Linked DNA regions of Mus musculus: region 1 is linked to region 2. A link is a contact called in public Hi-C data. All regions are on one chromosome and are shown on one strand. Each heading gives the region's core, a stretch centred on a gene start, on an enhancer-like site or on the middle of the called end of the contact. The rest is flanking DNA. Distances are from core to core; before and after follow the strand shown. Region 1 overlaps Chd2 (chromodomain helicase DNA binding protein 2). Region 2 has its middle 210 kb from the start of Gm39035.

What was found. Hi-C and Micro-C count contacts between places; a contact is called where the count stands out from the background.
Region 1: a contact with region 2 is called in a Hi-C map of embryonic fibroblasts, with 3 times the contacts expected there. The contact joins two enhancer-like sites. A contact is called at or near these places in 4 of 484 Hi-C or Micro-C datasets (the HL-1 cell line, embryonic fibroblasts and uterus) and 3 of 115 datasets of contacts at active chromatin or transcription factors (fibro-adipogenic progenitors, kidney and stem cell-derived neural progenitor cells).

Annotation. Positions count from the first base shown.
Region 1 is chr7:73,424,595-73,427,913 of GRCm38.p6, forward strand. It overlaps Chd2 (chromodomain helicase DNA binding protein 2), which reads right to left. Exons shown (of 39, transcript NM_001081345.2): 39 at 2,058-3,319. Among named protein-coding and RNA genes, the nearest start is that of A730056A06Rik, 50 kb to the left of the region's middle. Within about 2 kb of position 1,812, at least 36 of the 459 cell types and tissues checked have an H3K27ac peak or open chromatin away from gene starts, as enhancers often do. A contact at or near this core is called in embryonic fibroblasts, where this site is marked.
Region 2 is chr7:72,518,012-72,521,230 of GRCm38.p6, forward strand. No RefSeq gene overlaps it. Among named protein-coding and RNA genes, the nearest start is that of Gm39035, 210 kb to the left of the region's middle. Within about 2 kb of position 1,885, at least 79 of the 459 cell types and tissues checked have an H3K27ac peak or open chromatin away from gene starts, as enhancers often do. A contact at or near this core is called in embryonic fibroblasts, where this site is marked.

The sequences.
Region 1 (3,319 bases), core at 562-3,061, 910 kb after region 2:
CACTCTGACTCCCATGAATTCCTTTATGCCACCCAAACACCACAATAGTGCCTGTAGTTAGCAGGAGTTCCAGGAAAGGCAGAGAGCTCATGTGAACTCCCCATGCTTGCTTGCTCTGAGGTATGGCAATTTACTCTGCACACACTGCAGGTGAAGACCATTGTTTTTGTTCCCAAATAAAGCCAGAAGTGTGGCCAGGGACAAGCCACTTGGACACATTAACAGTCCAGGACATGCCCGGGACCTGTCACCTGAGGGAAAGTCTCACCAGCAGGGTCTGGGCAGGGTGCCACTATGATCAGGGGCATACAGAAAGGTTTTAGCTGGTCCAGCCACATCCACAGCCTACTCCACAAAACCATGCAAGCCAACAGGCAGCATGGGCCAAAGAAGGTTCTGACCTGAAGTATGACAGACGGGGCTTTTAGTTAAAGCCTTGATGGAATTGCCAGGACGGCTCCTTTAAAAGCCACAGACTCTGTTCTGACACACAGCTGATCCTTAGTTTTTGTACATGACCTTTCTGTTGGCACTAATTGAGCAGGGTTTGTGGTGATCACCAAACATTGAGTCCCTGCTAGGGAGGGCTGGGAGGCAAGGGCCTGCAGCTTCCAGAAGGTGGGCATCTTGGCAGCAGTGGGCTTCGAAGCCAGCTAACTAGCACTTAGATTGTCACAGCACTTGTTCCTAAAAGGTTCCCAGAGCTGTTCTAGCTGCGTCCTGAAGCAGGGGGATCACCAGGTTTCTTCACAGGACCTGTCCTCCACACTTCTCCACTCAGGCGCAAGCGTTATAGACCCAGCAGCCTCCTGCCAGGCCAGGCCTTGCACCTAAGGGTCCTGGACAACTAGCAAGGTGGAGTCCCAGCGGCCGCCCTCTCCCTGCTGAGTGGACACATGGGTGTGTTTGGCACTAAGAATTGAGAGAACCATAAAGGTTTGAGTTTTGTTTCAAAGACACTTATGTGCAAGTTTTAAAAACCCTGGGCTTGGGCAAGATTCTCCTAAACTCCATCCTAGGACAATTTCGACACATAGGCCAGGTCACCTTTCCTCTATCTGGGCCATGTTGGAGCTAAGCCTGCCGCTGTGCCAAACTGCAAGTGAACATTTGTGTCACTGTTTCCATAAGAAAAGCGTTTTTCGGGGCTGGTGAGATGGCTCAGTGGGTAAGAGCACCCAACTGCTCTTCCAAAAGTCCCGAGTTCAAATCCCAGCAATCACATGGTGGCTCACAACCATCCATAATGAGATCTGACTCCCTCTTCTGGAGTGTTTGAAGACAGCTACAGTGTACAGTGTACTTACATATAATAAATAAATAAATCTTTTTTTAAAAAATAGAAGAAAATTTTTAAAAAAAGAAAAGTGTTTTTCCGCATTCAAGAATATATAACCCAGGGCTGGAGAGATGGCTCAGTGGTTGAGAGTAGTGACTTCTCTTCCAGAGGAACCAGTTTCAATTCTCAACACCCATACAGCAGCTCACAACTGTTTGTAATTCCAAGATCTGACACCCTCACACAAACATACATGCAGGCAAAACACCAGTGCCCATAAAAGGAGAATAAATCATGAAGGAAGTTAGGAAGTTAGGAAGTTGGGGAGGGGAGGGGAGGGGAGGGGAGGGGAGGGGAGGGGAGGGGAGGGGAGGGGAGGGGAGGGGAGGGGAGAGAAAAGAAGAGAAGAGTATATAACCCAACTGATTAACTGCACTAAAGCTGTAGGCTGTAGGCCTGATGTCTTACTTCTCTCTGGACAGAGGTGGATGTTTGAAGCAGGCTCCCCATGACCACTGTGAAAGATGAGGGCAACCTCTCATGACTCAGTTTTAATGGCTCCATGCCATTCCCTGAAGTACGCAGCTGTGGTTTGTGGCTGTTCAGGGACAGAAAACTATTTAGAACCAATAACAAAAATGCAACTTAAAAAGCTTCCATTGTCGAAGATGTAAACAAGCATGGACACACAGCTTGCAGCCAGCCAGGGAGGGAGACTGTGGCGTGTGCCTCACACCAGAATGTAATGTAACTGGTTAGCCCAATTCTAAAAATCCTTAGTAACACTTTTTAATATACAAGAATCAAAAAAGTACAGCAGTTTTACAATGTAGGAAAATTTAATACATACTATATAAACAACATTATTTACATCAGAAATCACCAGGACAGTGGCATTTTTCACAAATATAAATTAATTACTGTTTAGTCAACAGGTTTCAAAAGTCCACAAGTTTACAAGAAAAACCACCTGTCCCCAAATGAGTAGGGCACAGGTGGACTACAGCAGCCTGGACCCTTGGCATGGCTCTCTTCCCAACACGGCTGGCCTCGGCTACGAGAGCACAGGTGCTGGGCTGGACCACGGCTCCTGCTGACAAGTGGGTTTGTTTGGTCTGTAGGATTTCAGTGTTGCTGTGTGTGAACGTTTAAGTGAATCACATTTGTTCTGCAAAGCCTGATGCAATGTCAGACACACCAGGTCAGAACCTCAGCAGCACAGTGAGAAATGTTGGCGCTCCCTCTGTGGGGCTTAGGAATGACTACACAGAGTAGAAGGAAGGACCATCAGGCTGGCCAAGTCAGAGAGGACACAGTGGTCAGTGGAGGCTTCATCTTCGTTTTCTAGGGCCACAGTGCATCATAGGACTTCAGGACTTGACAACATTCACACATAACTTCCTCCAAGTCCTGCCACTTCCTCAATGATGAGCAGCTGCCCAAAGCCAGGCCCCACAGAACGTCACTGGCAGCTTCTCTTACCTGTGCAAACTTCTGCTGTAAGCATCTGATGCACATACTAGTTTAAAGCAAGAGGAATGCTTCCTTTCTTTCAACCCCTCTTCAAATCCACTCCCTCACCTACAGCAGATGTTTGATGGGACATACTGTAATCTTAGAATCAATGTAACACTGATCTGGCCGATAGGGTTTTTGCTACATTTTATGGCACTATACCTCAAGTCCTGAATAGGAACAAAAGAAAGTTCCTTTTTCCTCATGATGAGACAGACAGTTTTGAGAATAATTTGTAACTTCTACCAACAAGTTGAAAGACAAGACCTAGGTGAATATGGAAAGGCAAGGCCTCCACCCTCCGCCTTCCTTCTGCAGAGGTACCTCCTGTGCCTGCTACACTCCCAACATCCAAGAGCTCAGCAAATCAAACACAGACAGTGTCAATGTGATCAGCAAGAAGCTCCATCTATGGCTCACTTTTCACTGTGTGCCCAAAATATACCTTTCAGAATTGACTGAGAAGTCCGGTAAGCCACCAGGCATCAGACTCTAGCCAGGGGACTTCTATGTGGTTGGTGGGCT
Region 2 (3,219 bases), core at 635-3,134:
AGGCACCTCACCTTATACTTAGAAAGCATTGGGATTGCGGGTCGGGGGAGACCATGTTTTCACAATACTATTTAAATATACACTACCAATGACCCAAAGACTTCCCATTAGGCACCATTTCTTAACGATTTCACTGCTTTTCAACAGTGCCAGGTCGGGGGCTAAATTCTAACCCAAGTTAACCTGGAGCACTCTCGTATATAAGAAGTCTAATGAATCATGGAAATTACATTTTCTTGTTTGAATCATGGAAATTACATTTTCTTATTTAAACTAATTCCAAGTAAGCCAACCAGATGAGGTCCTTCATCCCCCCAGCTTCTTTAGTCGTGGTTAGATGGCCATGTGAGATCACATGACTGAATGTTGGGGTTGTAAAAACGTTTGCAACAGTAAGCTGTTTTTTAATATACAAAAAAATAAAGGACTAAAAATGAAACAGGCAATGAATCCCAGGTGTTACATCACTTACCCAAGTTGCATCAGGCAGCTTCACTGCACTAATGATAATGAGCTAACAACTTGCATGCTTTGTCCTGCAGACCATCCTACCCTGCAGTGCCAACTGTTGCTACCTCAAATACCTCAGCTCAGATTCGAGGCCATTGTGTGCTTTGAATTGCAATGTTTGCTTTGACTGTACAAAGTTTTCTGCTCTTACATAAACAGTGTGGTGGTTTAGTTATGGACAGAGCAACTCCTTCAAGAATAAGGCCCACAGTAAGAAACGAGTTTCAACGTGACACAGTCAGATACTCTAGAGCATAGCTGGTGACCGTGGGACACCTGTTGACTCTCCCCCATCTTCTGAAGTGGTACGATGTTGGAAGAAAGCTAACACAGCAAGAAGAATTGAGGGATACATAAAGAGCTGGGACTGTAGCCCTCAATTTGAAAAAAAAAATCTCTCTGAAACTGCCTTAATCTTAAGAATTTTTAGTTGAAGAGGCAAATTCCTTTCTTATTTCAACTGGCTTAGATTACTTTTCCCTCTTACAAATTGAATGGCTTCTCAGCAGGTGTGACCCTGGAGGCTTTGATGTGTGTCTTTCTCCTCCCAGGATGGTTCTGGTTTCTGGCTACCTCTCAGTCAGTGCCCCCAAGAAGACTTCAACAGGGGTCTCCACTTCACTGTCCTCTAGCTCCTTCTTGCCCCCACATATTGTCCAAATAACAATTTCATATCCCTTTGGAGTAGGAGGGACTAATCGAAGAGGATTAGGTGGGTGTGATTTTTTTACAATCAGCAGAAACAGCTGAGTGGTTCAGGCTGCATTCAGTCCTCAAGGTTAAAGCCCACTGGCCTAAGCATCTCTTAGTCCTGCTTTTTCTGACATATGTTTTAAATAAAGATAAAGCTCTGAAACCCCCCAGAACTTGATAGTGAACAGGAAAAGTCTAGAACTGAATAGGAATACTGTCCCCTCCACCCCCCAAAAAGCCAGAAAGCACATTTTTAAGGTGACCTGGGGTCAGTGTCCATCATCAGAATTTCAATGCTTGGAACACTTTTCTGCTGAGGACATTTCCTTCAGAGAATAGAGAATTAGTCATGCAGAAACTCCCTCGAAGCACTTGCTGTGAATCACAACCAGATTAGTAGAAGCACTCATGCTTTTATTTGGGATATTTTCCCAGTATTTGCTAATTCACGGTAAATTGCTCAGTATCTATTTCAGTAATGTATCGTTCCTTTCACAAATGAAAAACTTTGTCAGTTGTCACACAGCTGTAAAACGTGACCATATTAGGAAATGTAGCTGGGTTGCTGAAAAAGTTGAAGCTAGGGCCCTATGACACTTTTAATGTGTCTGTCTACGTCTCCCTCTCTGGGCATACAGCAGTCTGTCCAGCCTGGCTTACTGGCTTACTGTCTTCTAGTGCATGGAAGCCCAGCCTGCTCTTCCAGCCCTGGCAAGAGCCTGGTCTTGTGCAACACCACTCTCTCTGTACATTCTGACCTTTCACTTTCATAAATCGATCTTCTATAAAGCAATAACCAAGATTAAATATTTGCAAAGCATTATTCCTTTTAAAACAAAGTAATGAAAAATCCCTCAATTACAAAACTAACTGTTGCTGATATTTATGAATTTACAGATTCCTATGTAGCTGCTTTGCTAACAGATGAACATGCGAATCTATACCTATACATATAATCTACGTGATATGATTTAAATATTTAAATGCGGATTTATATAAAATTCAATATATATGTGACTATGCTATATATATATATATATGATATATGGGATATATATGTATATAACTTTAAGAAGCCTCAGGACCTAGGAAGTAATAACAGGCTTTCCACAAGAAGGGTAGCCTCACAGTGGAAACTATCCCAAGGGAACTGGTGTTTTTCAGAGGCCAGCAATGCCTTGAGGCCCCACTGCACCTCCCACAGCACCTGAGAAAGCTGGTCAGAACATATACCTTCCCCCAGTGCAGCTGGTATGCTCAGCTAGGTGACTTTAGTTTCTTTTGCTAAATGCATGAAACTCAAGAAGAACGAAGACCAAAGTGTAGACACTTTGCCCCTTCTTAGAATTGGGAACAAAACACCCATGGAAGGAGTTACAGAGACAATGTTTGGAGCTGTGACAAAAGTATGGACCATCCAGAGACTGCCATATCCAGGGTTCCATCCCATAATCAGCTTCCAAACGCTGACACCATTGCATACACTAGCAAGATTTTGCTGAAAGGACCCAGATATAGCTGTCTCTTGTGAGACTATGCCGGGGCCTAGCAAACACAGAAGTAGATGCTCACAGTCAGCTATTGGATGGATCACAGGGCCCCCAATGGAGGAGCTAGAGAAAGTACCCAAGGAGCTAAAGGGATCTGCAACCCTATAGGTGGAACAACATTATGAACTAACCAGTACCCCGGAGCTCTTGACTCTAGCTGCATATGTATCAAAAGATGGCCTAGTGGGCCATCACTGGAAAGAGAGGCCCATTGGACACGCAAACTTTATATGCCCCAGTACAGGGGAACACCAGGGCCAAAAAGTGGGAATGGGTGGGTAGGGGAATGGGGGGGGTATGGGGGACTTTTGGGATAGCATCGGAAATGTAAATGAGGAAAATACCTAATAAAAATATTTTTTAAAAACCCCAAGGAACTGAATCTTCCCCTTAAATTTTGTTTGTTATTGTTTCTCAAGGTCTCACTTTGTAGAAATCTATGAAGGCTCGCTGCTCTTGTCCCTCG